Linked DNA regions of Drosophila melanogaster: region 2 is linked to region 1. A link is a contact called in public Hi-C data. All regions are on one chromosome and are shown on one strand. The core of a region is the stretch at or near the end of the contact, and the rest is flanking DNA. Distances in the headings are between cores, read along the strand shown. Region 1 holds the start of hbt (headbutt). Region 2 overlaps CG42784.

Region 1 (5,977 bases), core at 1,840-4,339:
TGCGAGATGCTTCACTTTGGGGCACGTTGATCAATCGAGCGATCGTGATCGCGATCGAGATGGCTCGCAATCGTTTATTGCCGCCTTGGTTCAATTAAATTGACCGTTCTGGTGACGTCGCACATGCAATAAACTCATCGGCGTGGGAGACCAGCCGCCTTCGCCGAGATCTCGATGGTCTTTAGTAGAGAAAGTGCCACTGCCACTGCCGCACAAGTGATGCGTGTATTGCCGCGTGCGGCAAGGTCGACCAGATGTCAATTGGAACGCCGCACGTGAAAAGTGGAAAGTGGCGAGTGGCAGTGGCAAGTGCGTGTGCATCGCCCAAAGAACAAACCATAAATGGATGCAACGTGCAATGTGCAGCAATGCAGCCGCTGTTACCTCTGCTAGGAATTTATGCTCTCCGCTTAAATAATTCACGCGGTGTGGGCTCAAGGACATTGCCACAAATAGCGAGAGCCCTCCGAAGTATGCAACGCCAGGAACACTCGCAGGCTATACAGTATATATACAGTATGAAAGCCGAAAATAAAATGCCATTTTAATTTCATTGCAACGCGCTTCACTAATTTGTTTTGCTTTCTGTTTTAGTTCCCTGACACTTCCACACCCGTAACCGCATTTCACGAGCCAAAAGCAGTCCAAAAAATTTTAAAAGCACTGCCAAAACATCTCATTTTTATTTGTCGTCCATTAAAATGCATTAAGTGCAACGCTGGATTTCTAACACCAAGGAAATGTGGACCGTTTTCAAGTGGTGTTTTCTCTTAAGCCGTCTTTTAACTTTTAAATTTGCACACTAAACATTCTAATGTACGGATATACACTTAAATTTCCTTTCTATGTGCTTTCCACTTTTTTTCAGAATGTGAATACAATTTCTTCTTGCCAAAAGCCGTTTCCAAACATACTTAAAATCCAATTAGCCTTCCTATTACCAAAATTCTTCCTGCTAGTTTGGCATTCATTTTTAATTTCCTTATTCCTGCTATACGGCAAAATATCAGATAGCAATTTGGTAGAAAAAAAGAATCGTTGTGCTCTGGGTAATTATGCGCTTATCTCTGCTTTCCATCCCCAACAAATTCTACCAAAGCTCGGTTTAATTTCATTAGGCATGCAAATCGCGCAGTTTTCGTCATCTGCCGATTGCGGCCAAGTTCTTTAAAAGAATTTCGAATAGGAATTTTCGATTGTTTCGCCGGAAAAAAAAAACCAAACGGTGGTGTTTTTCAATTGAAAGTATATGGAATTTTAAATACCTTTTCTTTAGCAGAAATTATGATATTGCAATTTGTTGAACCATAAAGAAATAGACAACTATTTTCAGTCAAGTTAAGTCTGTCTTAAAAAAATATGTGTAAAGTTATGTAAATTTAATTTTATAGAATGACAAAAATATAAAAATTCATTATAAAATGTGTACATGTTTTATATCAATTTTCTTTCAACGCTTGATACCACAATATGTATTGATTAAAGCCCAACTTTTCATATGTTTCAGCAATTTAAATAGTTTAAATAGCAAACTGCCCATAATGCCTAATATGCCCCATCAGGCGGAAGGCAAACCAAAATTTGAGCAAAAATCTCATTAAAAGTTTTCGGCATTCTTGGTTCGTCTTTGTTGCGTCTCGAATTTGGCTCACAGTTATTAGGCATAATCAGCCAGAAGTCGCGTGCTAACCTGTCCAGGACTTTTGAGCGGGTTTATCGGTGGCCATTCAAGCGTGCAGAGAAGGGGATGTGAGTGCGGGACAGACACAGGCTTCCCTATAATTTCACGTTTTATGTACTTTAATTTGTTTTGTTTTTGGTCGGCAGCCGGCGACTGAGAAACGCGTGCAGCAAACAATTTACAAATACGTTTGAGTCTAAAAAGTAACATGGTTATTAAACTAATTCGAAACCTTTGTGGTTATTTTTTGCGGTTTCAGAATATGAAACAGAAACGTGTGTTACTAGTCTGTGGTTGTATTTAATGATTACAAAAACGTGATCACGGAATTATATGCTGTTCTTCAAAAACATATATGATATACATATATTTTTTATATATTCATTATGAATTCCATATGCATTTATTGTACTTTTGTTGAAAACTAACAAAAGCAAAATTATATATTTTATGTTATATTTAAAGCCTAATTGGAAATATAAAATAAATGTATGCTAATTTGTTTTTCTTTAATATTTTCTCATGAATGTATCTTTTAAAAATGTTCTGAAATAAAAATTGTTTAATTTCTTTGTTTTGATCCTGTGTGGGGAAGTTTTGCAAAGTAAATTACAATGGAAAGAGGAAACGAAATACATTCTCATGGAACTTCTATGAAACAAAACGAGAAAAACACACCCAAATAAATACCTATTCAAATTGTTTTTAAACTTTTGCGGCTGCAAGTCGACGCTGTGCGATGGGCGAAAGTGATAATTTTAAAATTCAGCCGAGGAAAAGGCGCAGAAAAAGTGGATCGGGAAAGGGTGCTCCTAATTCCCTCGGCAGCTGGGTGCTGGGTGCACATGCCCCTGACATTTAAGCTTGATACGAGCCACTGGCTACAGGACGAGCAGGACGAGCTGGAGGAGCAGGGCAAGAACAACAACGTGCCACCGTTTGAGGCAGCCAATGTCAGAGAACGCCATTCGCTGATTGGCTGCGCCCGCTGCATGCTGCAATCGGAATTGTTTTTCGCCTGGCCTGGCTTGGCCCGTGTTTTCGTTACGTCCTGCAGGATTTCTCCAGGACTTGTCGCATTCTCACCTGGACTTTTGGCGCTACATTTGATTGAAGACTGACGTCTGTCGTTTCGCTGCTTAATGGATTTTCCACTGACTTCTCACACAATCGAATCACTTGGCATTTTGTTTGTAAATTGCGCTTTCTGCGTTACAACTTTGCCCGTTTTGGGTCACACACACACGTATCTATTTGGGAGCATCCTTTTTTTTTATTTGATTTTGGTGCAGGTGCAGATGCTGAGTGTTTGCATTAGTTTTCACCAAAGATCTCCAGGTAATAATCACGGACCACAAAATTTCCAAGCTCTCGTTTTTCTGTCGAGTCCAGAGTCTGTCGCCCAACTGAAATTGTCGAGCGAGTCGGCAACGTAGAAAAGCAGAAAAGCTGCCTCACTTTCGTGCATGTGTGTTGGTGTGCGAGAGCGTGAGAGTCGCCTGCGTGTGTGTATTGGTGCCAGGAGCCACGTGAACGTGCGTCAGCTGTGCTGGGCCAAAAAACCAGCATAATTGCCTCTTTGAGTCGCTCTCAAAGCTCGACTCTCCGAGCTTCACGTCACCTGATGTGGCGTCACTTGATTCTATTTGTTTTCGTGTTGTTGTTTGTTGCAAAAAGCCGGTTTTTCCTCCCCGTTGAACGGGTGTCCTGGTGCAAGGAGTCACATTAGGACCCACTCGCTTTGCAACAACAATTCGCAGGGTAAGAAGTCCGCGTAACGCTACTTCACTTCCAGCCAGGTGGGCTCACAAATGATGGATGAATCATTTGTCGGTGGCGGGTATTTTGCGCGAATTGCCGAAAATCGATTCAGGGCGGCATACCGAAAAGGATGGAGACCTCAATTGATTTTGAGGTGTTTTGAAGAACAAGAGATTTTGTAATCCAATTCAGGACAAAATGTATTTATTTAACAGAGAGACTTATTGTTTAACTAATTCACATGTTCCCACTTACGTTTTATGAATAATATTTAAGAACTCCATATAAGATTTTCTATCTTATAACTTAAATTAAAAATAATATATTTTAAGGACATAACCATAAGGCTTTTTTTTAAATATTTGAAATATAAAATTAATAATTTAATTGAATCATAATATAAATAAAGATCTATTTAACCTTCTAGTCTTGAAATTGAGATGACTGTGGAAGTATCAAGCGACGCCTTGAGCCTCTTCCGTTTAGTTAGACACAGAGGCGTCAGCTCTCCCGAACAGGACCCTCAATGGTCGTGCTCTCCGGCTCTCCGGATGTCGCATTCTCTCGCGCCAAAGGATGCCGTGCACCTGCCTCAATGTGCGTGCTCAATGAAAAGCTTGGCCAAGCGAGAGAGCGAGCTCTCCGCTCAGAGAGTTGATGTAACCGAGCTTTTTTTGGCTCGGACCATGCAGGACGCTTCCTGTATGTGTGTGTTTTTTTTTTGCGATTTTTTTTTTTTTTTTGCTCACGGGGGGTGGCGCCTTGCTTTTGCGGCCGCTGAAGGCCGTCGCAATCACTTTTTATTAGGAAAGGTTAGTTGTGGTTGCTGCTGTTGTCGTTGGCCCGGTTGTCTGTTAAGCAGACAAAAGCTGCGCGCTGTGCTTTTTGCGTAAGGCGTGGGCGTGGCACTCTTGCGGAGTTGCAACAACGAAAGTTGCAACTGCGAAGAGGAACCAAGGAAATGTAATCACAATAGTCAAATAAAGCTGGCCAACAAAAGGATTGTTTACCCGCCGCCAGAGTCTGTAAATGGAAGTGAAAGTTGTGTACACTTTTTGATGGGTGCTCTTACTTATACTAAATTTCCTGATTTCAGACATTGATATTTTCCCTTAGATTTGAGGCTACACATACAATGATGAAATCAATAATTATTTAAATAAATGCATTATATACATTTAATATACATAACATACATATACATAAAAAAATGGAACATATTTTATGGGAATTAAAACAAAACCTTCAACATTCATTGTAGGTTGCCCATTAATGAAAGTACCTAAATATTTTTATATTACATATATATTTTCCCATCGTACCAGTAATTTCCTCAGACCATTTTAATTTTATTTTAAATACAAATTGAAACAGAAGCTTGTTCGATTTTAAAATTGTAATAACGTAACGACCATTTCATCTTACGTATACGTGATATGTTTGAATGACTAAAGCTTTTCGCACTGCTTGCTTGTCTTAAAAAGCTCACAAACGATGGCTTTGAAATTCTTCAGACTGGCCAGCTTTTGGAAAAAGGAAGCTCGAAGATTGAAGGTTTCTTACATGTACATGTTCTTTACATAGATTTTACTTTTTTACTTATTAGTCATTTTTACAAATTGTATTAATCTAAATTCAAAAGAAGTGTCTATTGAATATTTATTTAAATATTTTTGTAAGGCAAATGGTTGCGTTTACAGTGTAAGCTTTAAAATTTAAAAATCATTTTCCGAGTTTTTTATAATAAAATGCTTACAAAATGTATAAATATTCTAAAATAAATTCCATATTTGTCTATCTATCATCTTAAATTATAATTTTAAAGACAAACTTGTTTTCTGGTTGCAGATAGATAAATGTAATGAACATAGATAATTCCTGTTAATAACTTCCCTTTACTTACGAACTTCTTGTTTTATAGCTTATATTTAAAATCAATCCAACTGAATCGCATAAGCCCTATCATTGTGATTCTTTAATCCGTTTATGTCCACGGGTGACAACAAGCCAAATATTAATTTAATTCCATAATACTCAATTAATTGATAAATATATCAATCTATATACTTACACATATTCACGAACCCACCGCTGTGACAACACATTAATGTGAACAATTTTTGCATTTGTCAAATGAAAGAAAAGAAAAATGAATTGAAATTGGTGCTCGGCAATGTCCAGCTGAGTTTTTATTGCGATAAACAAACAAAAATGTGTTTACACGTAAAATATTTCTTTCTCAATAAGACTACAAATGTTTTAAAACTTCTACAATGCTTTTAAAGTTTTGATTATTTACAATGTGAATTTCACATACATTTTATACATTCGTTAAACATTCGAAATGTTAGAAAACACAATAAATATATGTACTATAACTATTAAAGTTTTTATCGACATTTAATTTATTTTTGTGTTTAAGCCGCTTATGAAATTTTAATAAACAGTAAAGTCATAATTTTTTCTGTGCGCCGCAAGATAAGTTCGACGTCAATTGAAGCTTTCCAATTCTTTTTTTTTCCATTCACATTTAAA
Region 2 (5,977 bases), core at 2,523-5,022, 160 kb after region 1:
CAACTATTTACTTCATCTTGGAAATAACTTAGTGTGTACCCAACTATACCCGATTCTAGAACGTAGAGCCGCTTTTGAACGAGTCTTGAATTAACTGTTAACTCAGTAGACAATTTTATAATATACGATATATCCATAGATACTATATATTTCAAGTCTAAGAGCTCTGCCAGCCAACAACTAAATGCGCTGTACAACTAGCTTAACCACCTTTATTCAATTCTCAGCAAACTATTAGTGCTTTTGCTCAACTCTCTACCTCTATCTCTCTCTGTAGCTATCCAACTATCTCTCTCTTTGTCTAGCTCTCTGCCTAACCCTACTGTCTCTATCCCACTAAGTGTAACTTTCTATAAACCAATAACTATCTGTCTGTCACCCAGTCCCTCACTTAGCTTCAACTGTAGTTGAAACAATGCACAGACCCCGCCTTCAAGCCAATAACACCCCACTCCAGCCAACCCCACCAACCCAACAGAGAACCCCTGATCACCCAAAGCAATCTCAACCACTTTCGCCTACTTGCACTTGCTTAAACTCTATGTAACGTATAAATAAAAGTCAGTATAATCAAAGACGTGTGTAGTTCTTCACCCACAAAACCACTAACAGATCAAACATATCTAGTGTGCTCTCCCCACTCACACGCTGCACCCTATTAACTAGTCGAGTAGTACTCAACAGTATCCAAAGCAAGTGCTTCTAACTATTCTTCACTAAACCTAACTCAGATAAACTAAAACCAAAAACGAGCTATGAAATATCAAATACAAATTATCTACATAACAAATATAAAGCACATCAACTAATTTTTAATTTGAAACATACTTATGCCATTATTTAAAAACAAGCTACACTGATTATAGTTTAGTTTTGAAAGATGATTTCATGGATCCGTTGAGTTTCTCTGGATCCACGAATCAACGAAATTGTACATTCTATTTTGCTAAACACGCACTAAGACAAACAATTTTCCACTACCTCTTATTTCACTCATTCTACCCGAAACTACTATTCTTTCACTCTGTAAATTTCGCCTACCGATATTTGCATAAATTTCACGTAAAACACATCACACAAATTATGTATCTTGAATCTTACATTTTTGATTTTTAACTTTCGCCAATCTCGATGTAATCCAATTGCGTAAATAGAAAAACACATACGTGACAACGCCCCCGGCGCCGCCGCAGCCGCCTCCGCCACCGCCGGAAGTAAGTGCCAAAGCATCCATTTTGAAAAAAAAGAGAAAACACTCATTTGCATACCGAAAAATATGGAAGCAAACGTTTTATTTCCGTTCTATCGTTCGTTCATCACGTGCAAGTGTCTCACGTGTTTCTTTGTATATGTGTAACGTAATGATCACCTGCGTGATTGCCTCTATGCAATTGCGCTGTGCCGCTTACGTTACCGTCTTGCAGTTGGTTGTAATTTGAAAGTACAATGAAAATGCTTGTAAATAATTCACTTTGCTTTGCATTTGATGTCCTTTTTTCTCCCAACATACCTAACCCACTATCTGTCTGTTCTTCGCTCCTTTTGTATGCCAATTTTGTTTCATTTTTTATTTCAAATTTTTTCGCTTAAGTTCATTACGTTTCGTACTAAGCCCAATACGCATTTGCACATGAAATATTAAAAATATTTTTCTTGGTCTGCCATTGGTGTGTGTTTGAGCATTATGCCGAAGCCAATAAAATATTTTAAATATTTTATTAACTGCAAAGCAGGGCTAGCGAGAAAAACGGTTTCGACCAACAGAATTGCATTGAATATTTACAAGCATTTTCATTGCTTTGATTTGAACGACCCCTCCATGGCGTTTTGTGTAAGGATCCAGCGACTATACTGCAAGAACTGCCAGCTAAGCTTGAGCAATCGTGTGAACTGAGTGCCCATCCACATCAAATATACATGCCTAGGCGGAGAATGAGTGCCTACGAAATGAAATAACTTGATCTTTAATACCACTTATTTAAGGTATCACGTTGGGCGCCAGATTTGAGTAACTTTGGGCCCCACGTTGGGCGCCATATATGACAAAAATCATAAATTGCATAATTAGTGGCTGTTGTAAAATTAGAGAGGTTTAATTAACATACTATCGTCGAAGTAATTAGCATAAATCAGTGGCGAAACTCAACAAGTTTGCCAACCGCCAATTGAACTCAATTTACATTTTGTGAGCTCTCATTCTCTTCTATTTCAATTATCTCAATAAATTAGTTTCATAAGTTTTCATTTAGTTTCATACTTGATTTGTTGGCTTTGATTTTTTTATTTGTAGTCATCAACAAAAGAAAACAACAGACATATGAAACAATCAAACGATAAACTAAAAGAAAGTATGCAACATTAACTAACAACCAAAAACGAACCACCAACAGCAACCACAAAATAAAAAACATAACACTCAAACGCCAAACAAACACTCAAGCAAAATGCATTAATATAAAATAAACAAAATGGTATCAAGTTTTCCCAAAAGATTCTGTAAAGCTTACTTGCCTCTCATTCCCGTTTTCGATCTAGGAGCTCAACTTGATTCAATTGCGAAATTTGTTCCACAAAGTCAAACCAATCAAGAAGTAAACAAAAAATACGCTTGGAAAAATAAGACAAAAAAAAAACAAAGTATTCAAATAAAAAAAAATCAAATTGAATGTTTTACAAAAACGGCAAAATGCAAATAAAAAAAATTTTCCCTTTGACAATGCCGACCGATTCGCGTCGAGTCGACAGCCAAAGTGAAACTTTTGCCTTAAATTGAAATGCACATTTTAATTTCGGCCCGAAACCATTTTTTTGTGGAACATTCACATGTTGAAGCAAGCGCTAAAAACAAAAACAACCCAAGAAAACAAAACGAATAAGGTAGCAGAAAAGAAAAACAGAAAAAAAGAAATACCAAAACGTGTACACAGCATATATTTTGGCTGTGGGTTAAAAGGCTTTTTGGGTGGGAGTATTGTCGTTCTTTCGATTTGGGTTCTGTAAGTCAAAATGCAAATATATTTCCAGCGGTCTGGGTAAGTCAGAGTTGGCGTGATTCCTATAACAAATACAATTTATAAGTACAATGTAAGGAAATGTTTTTTCGTAGCTTAGAAAAGCCTTTGAATTTAGCAATGCCGGCCAAAAACCTAACCAAAATTCAGACCAAATTTCGAGCCCCACCTAGCTAAGCCAATAAAGCGCATTTCATCACCATCAAAAAGTATCTATTCAATTTTCGAAAATAAAGTATTAAAGTGTTATTTTGCCAACAAAATCAAACAAATTTGGCACGTATAACTATGCATACTTTTGGGGCACACTTAGCCTTGAATTATTATTATAAAGGCCCTTAAAAGTATGTATAAAGCCAGTACCGATAGGTTACACATTAAAATCATTTGTGTAAATTGGTTTATGATTTTTTTAAATCTATGTATGTCGACACATGTGGCACTCTTCTGGGAATATATCCGCTGCGAGCTTCAATCGTTGCTTTTTTATAATTTATTTAAGCTTGAATTTAAGCCCTTCTTTTCACACACACACGAGACAAGATTTCTATGGTTTCCTTTCTACTTTCTCTCCTACTTTCTCTTACTCAATGCGAAGCACGCACTAAAACTCCAAAATGAACACCGGAAATACACCCACACACACACTCGTACTCCTGTTAAACACTGTTTTCTATTCATTTCTTTCAAACGCAGGTACGCGACATTTAATTACACCTATTTCACCCCCAAAAAGAAATCAACCCAAAAGTATGCAACGCTTGCTAAAATGAAAATCAATGAAAAATTCAGATCGCCAATTAGGTACAGTCTAAATTTAAGAAGTCTAGTTATTGTGATCCATTACCGATTCTATTCCTCTATTGGTGTCTAAAATTGTAATCACAATGCTCTCTCTCTCTCTCTCTCTCTCTGTATCTCATTATATAATATGTATATCTCTCTCTCTTTTTTGTGCTGTGGCCCGTGCTCTGTGTGACTAAAAAAAACTTAGTAGCGTGCTAGGTTTAGTAGCTTAAATCCATATAAATATGTTTATCTATGTAAATGTGTGAGTGTGTGTGCGCGTGCAATTGTGTGTGTGCGCCAAATTGAACTTTAACATATTGGGACATAAAAACAGCCGGAATTTGAACAACAAACAAAACTATCGTATAATTTTCAACATTTTTTCCTCGCATGTTTGCATTACCTTGCTCGTCATTTTTTATTATATTTTCTGCTCTTCTCTATCTGTAAGTCTATATACCCTTCTCTCTGTCTATATATGCATATATATATATATATTTATATATGGAATGCAAATGTTATTCCGCTGCGTGCATTTTAATTGTCTTGTCGGTCTCGCTCTAATTTCGCTCAGTCAACTCTTTAATAAATTTATCTTGCAGTCTGTGCGTTTCTCGCATGCGCTTAATTACGAACAAGAAAAAAACATTATTTATTTTCCACTGTATATTTTATTTTTCCACACGTGGGTACCAATGGCCTGTCATTTAAAACGGATTATTGCATTGACAGCGGGGTATCTATCAATTTCTTTTTGTATAAAAATCCAAACCAACACCCTTTAAAATGCTTTGTGTAACCATCGAGCCTTTTGCTGACTAACCGCAAGCCAAAGCACAAGAGTGAGTTTATCAACAAGTATCTTTGAACTAAGCACTGCAATATGGCCTATTGACTAACCCACACATGCCTTAACAATACTAATACAACATATTTTCCAAATATTTTAAGTGGCTTGTGGTCATGGCAAAGTTTCTTGGAACCAGATTAAGGATAAACAAACTAATAATGTTTTCTTTGTGGTCTTTAATTTACCTACCTACCTAAAATACCTAAACTCAGAAAAAATTGAAAAAATACTTTGTAATAGATATCAGCCTATTGCTATAAAACCCTCTAAAAATTCTACAAAGCCAGGCTCAAAGTATGTGTATCATCAAACTCCAAGTCTTCCATCCCTGAAAACCCATTCGCAGACAAAATCCTAAAGCTTTTCGATGTGATTCTTCTCGCTCGCAACCTGTATACGTTCGTGTGGTAAGCTTAGCCCAAAACAAAAAGTAACAAAAATGGTGGCAGTAAGTAATCAATGGTAATTCGACAAGGACTTAATCAATTTTCGGTGGCTAATGAAAGGCCTTGGAATGTGGCAGCCGAGAATTGCACAATTTGTGGTCAGCACTCGTGTGTGCACTTGAAAAGCCCGACTTAAACTTGGCTTCTTCTGTCAACTTGACTTACTGCCATTTGTGGCTAAAAAGTTTCCCAGGCTGCCATAGACTATTTCCCCTATTTTTTGCCAAGAACAACAACTGGAAATGAAAGGAAGTCAGCGGGAATGGAAGGGGACGTAAGAGCTCCGGAAAAGGCGAAACTTTGCAGTGCAATGAAATGCAATCGAACGGAACCGAAAACCAGCGACATGCATTTTCCGTTCGTCCCGCTCCATTGTTTTCCACCCAAAAAAAAAAAAAAAAATATGAAGAAATGGAAGAGGAAAATTTGTCGAGTGTCGTTCGAGTGCCTCAGTGCTTGGCGCAGCACTTTAAGCACATTTTATTGCGAACAAATTATGTAGCATATTTTTCAGCGCTTTCTCCACAGCCCTTGGCTTGATTTATAGTGTCGTCGCTGAAATGTGAAATTGAGCGCAGAACAGACTGCTGATCGATGGCTTTTGCTATTTCCTTGACCCATCCCATTTGATTCTTCATAGGTTTTTTTCAAGAGCCGACACATGCATTCAATTAAACCGGGACTCTGGCAGACCGTTTGACATTTTCATTAGGCAAACAAAGGCAAAAGAAACGAACGCGGCTGCGACGTTTACATTTCATGGCCGGATATCCGGCTGCAAAAAGAAAAACCGAAAAGAAATGTCTGCTTCCGTTTGAAGTCCAAGTCCGCAAGACCGGTACTCACACACAGCCACACCACTGTTCACATTTAGCCGCAAA

Evidence for each region. Hi-C and Micro-C count contacts between places; a contact is called where the count stands out from the background.
Region 2: a contact with region 1 is called in a Hi-C map of the S2 cell line, with 2.9 times the contacts expected there. A contact is called at or near these places in 21 of 107 Hi-C or Micro-C datasets (the Kc167 cell line, the PNm cell line, the S2 cell line and 7 more).

The regions. Positions count from the first base shown.
Region 1 is chr2L:13,328,032-13,334,008 of dm6, forward strand. hbt (headbutt) reads right to left here and starts at 3,090. Exons shown (of 6, transcript NM_135791.3): 1 at 2,768-3,090.
Region 2 is chr2L:13,485,764-13,491,740 of dm6, forward strand. All of the region lies in intron 4 of CG42784, which reads left to right. All of the region lies in intron 2 of CG46308, which reads left to right. Among named protein-coding and RNA genes, the nearest start is that of CG46308, 27 kb to the left of the region's middle.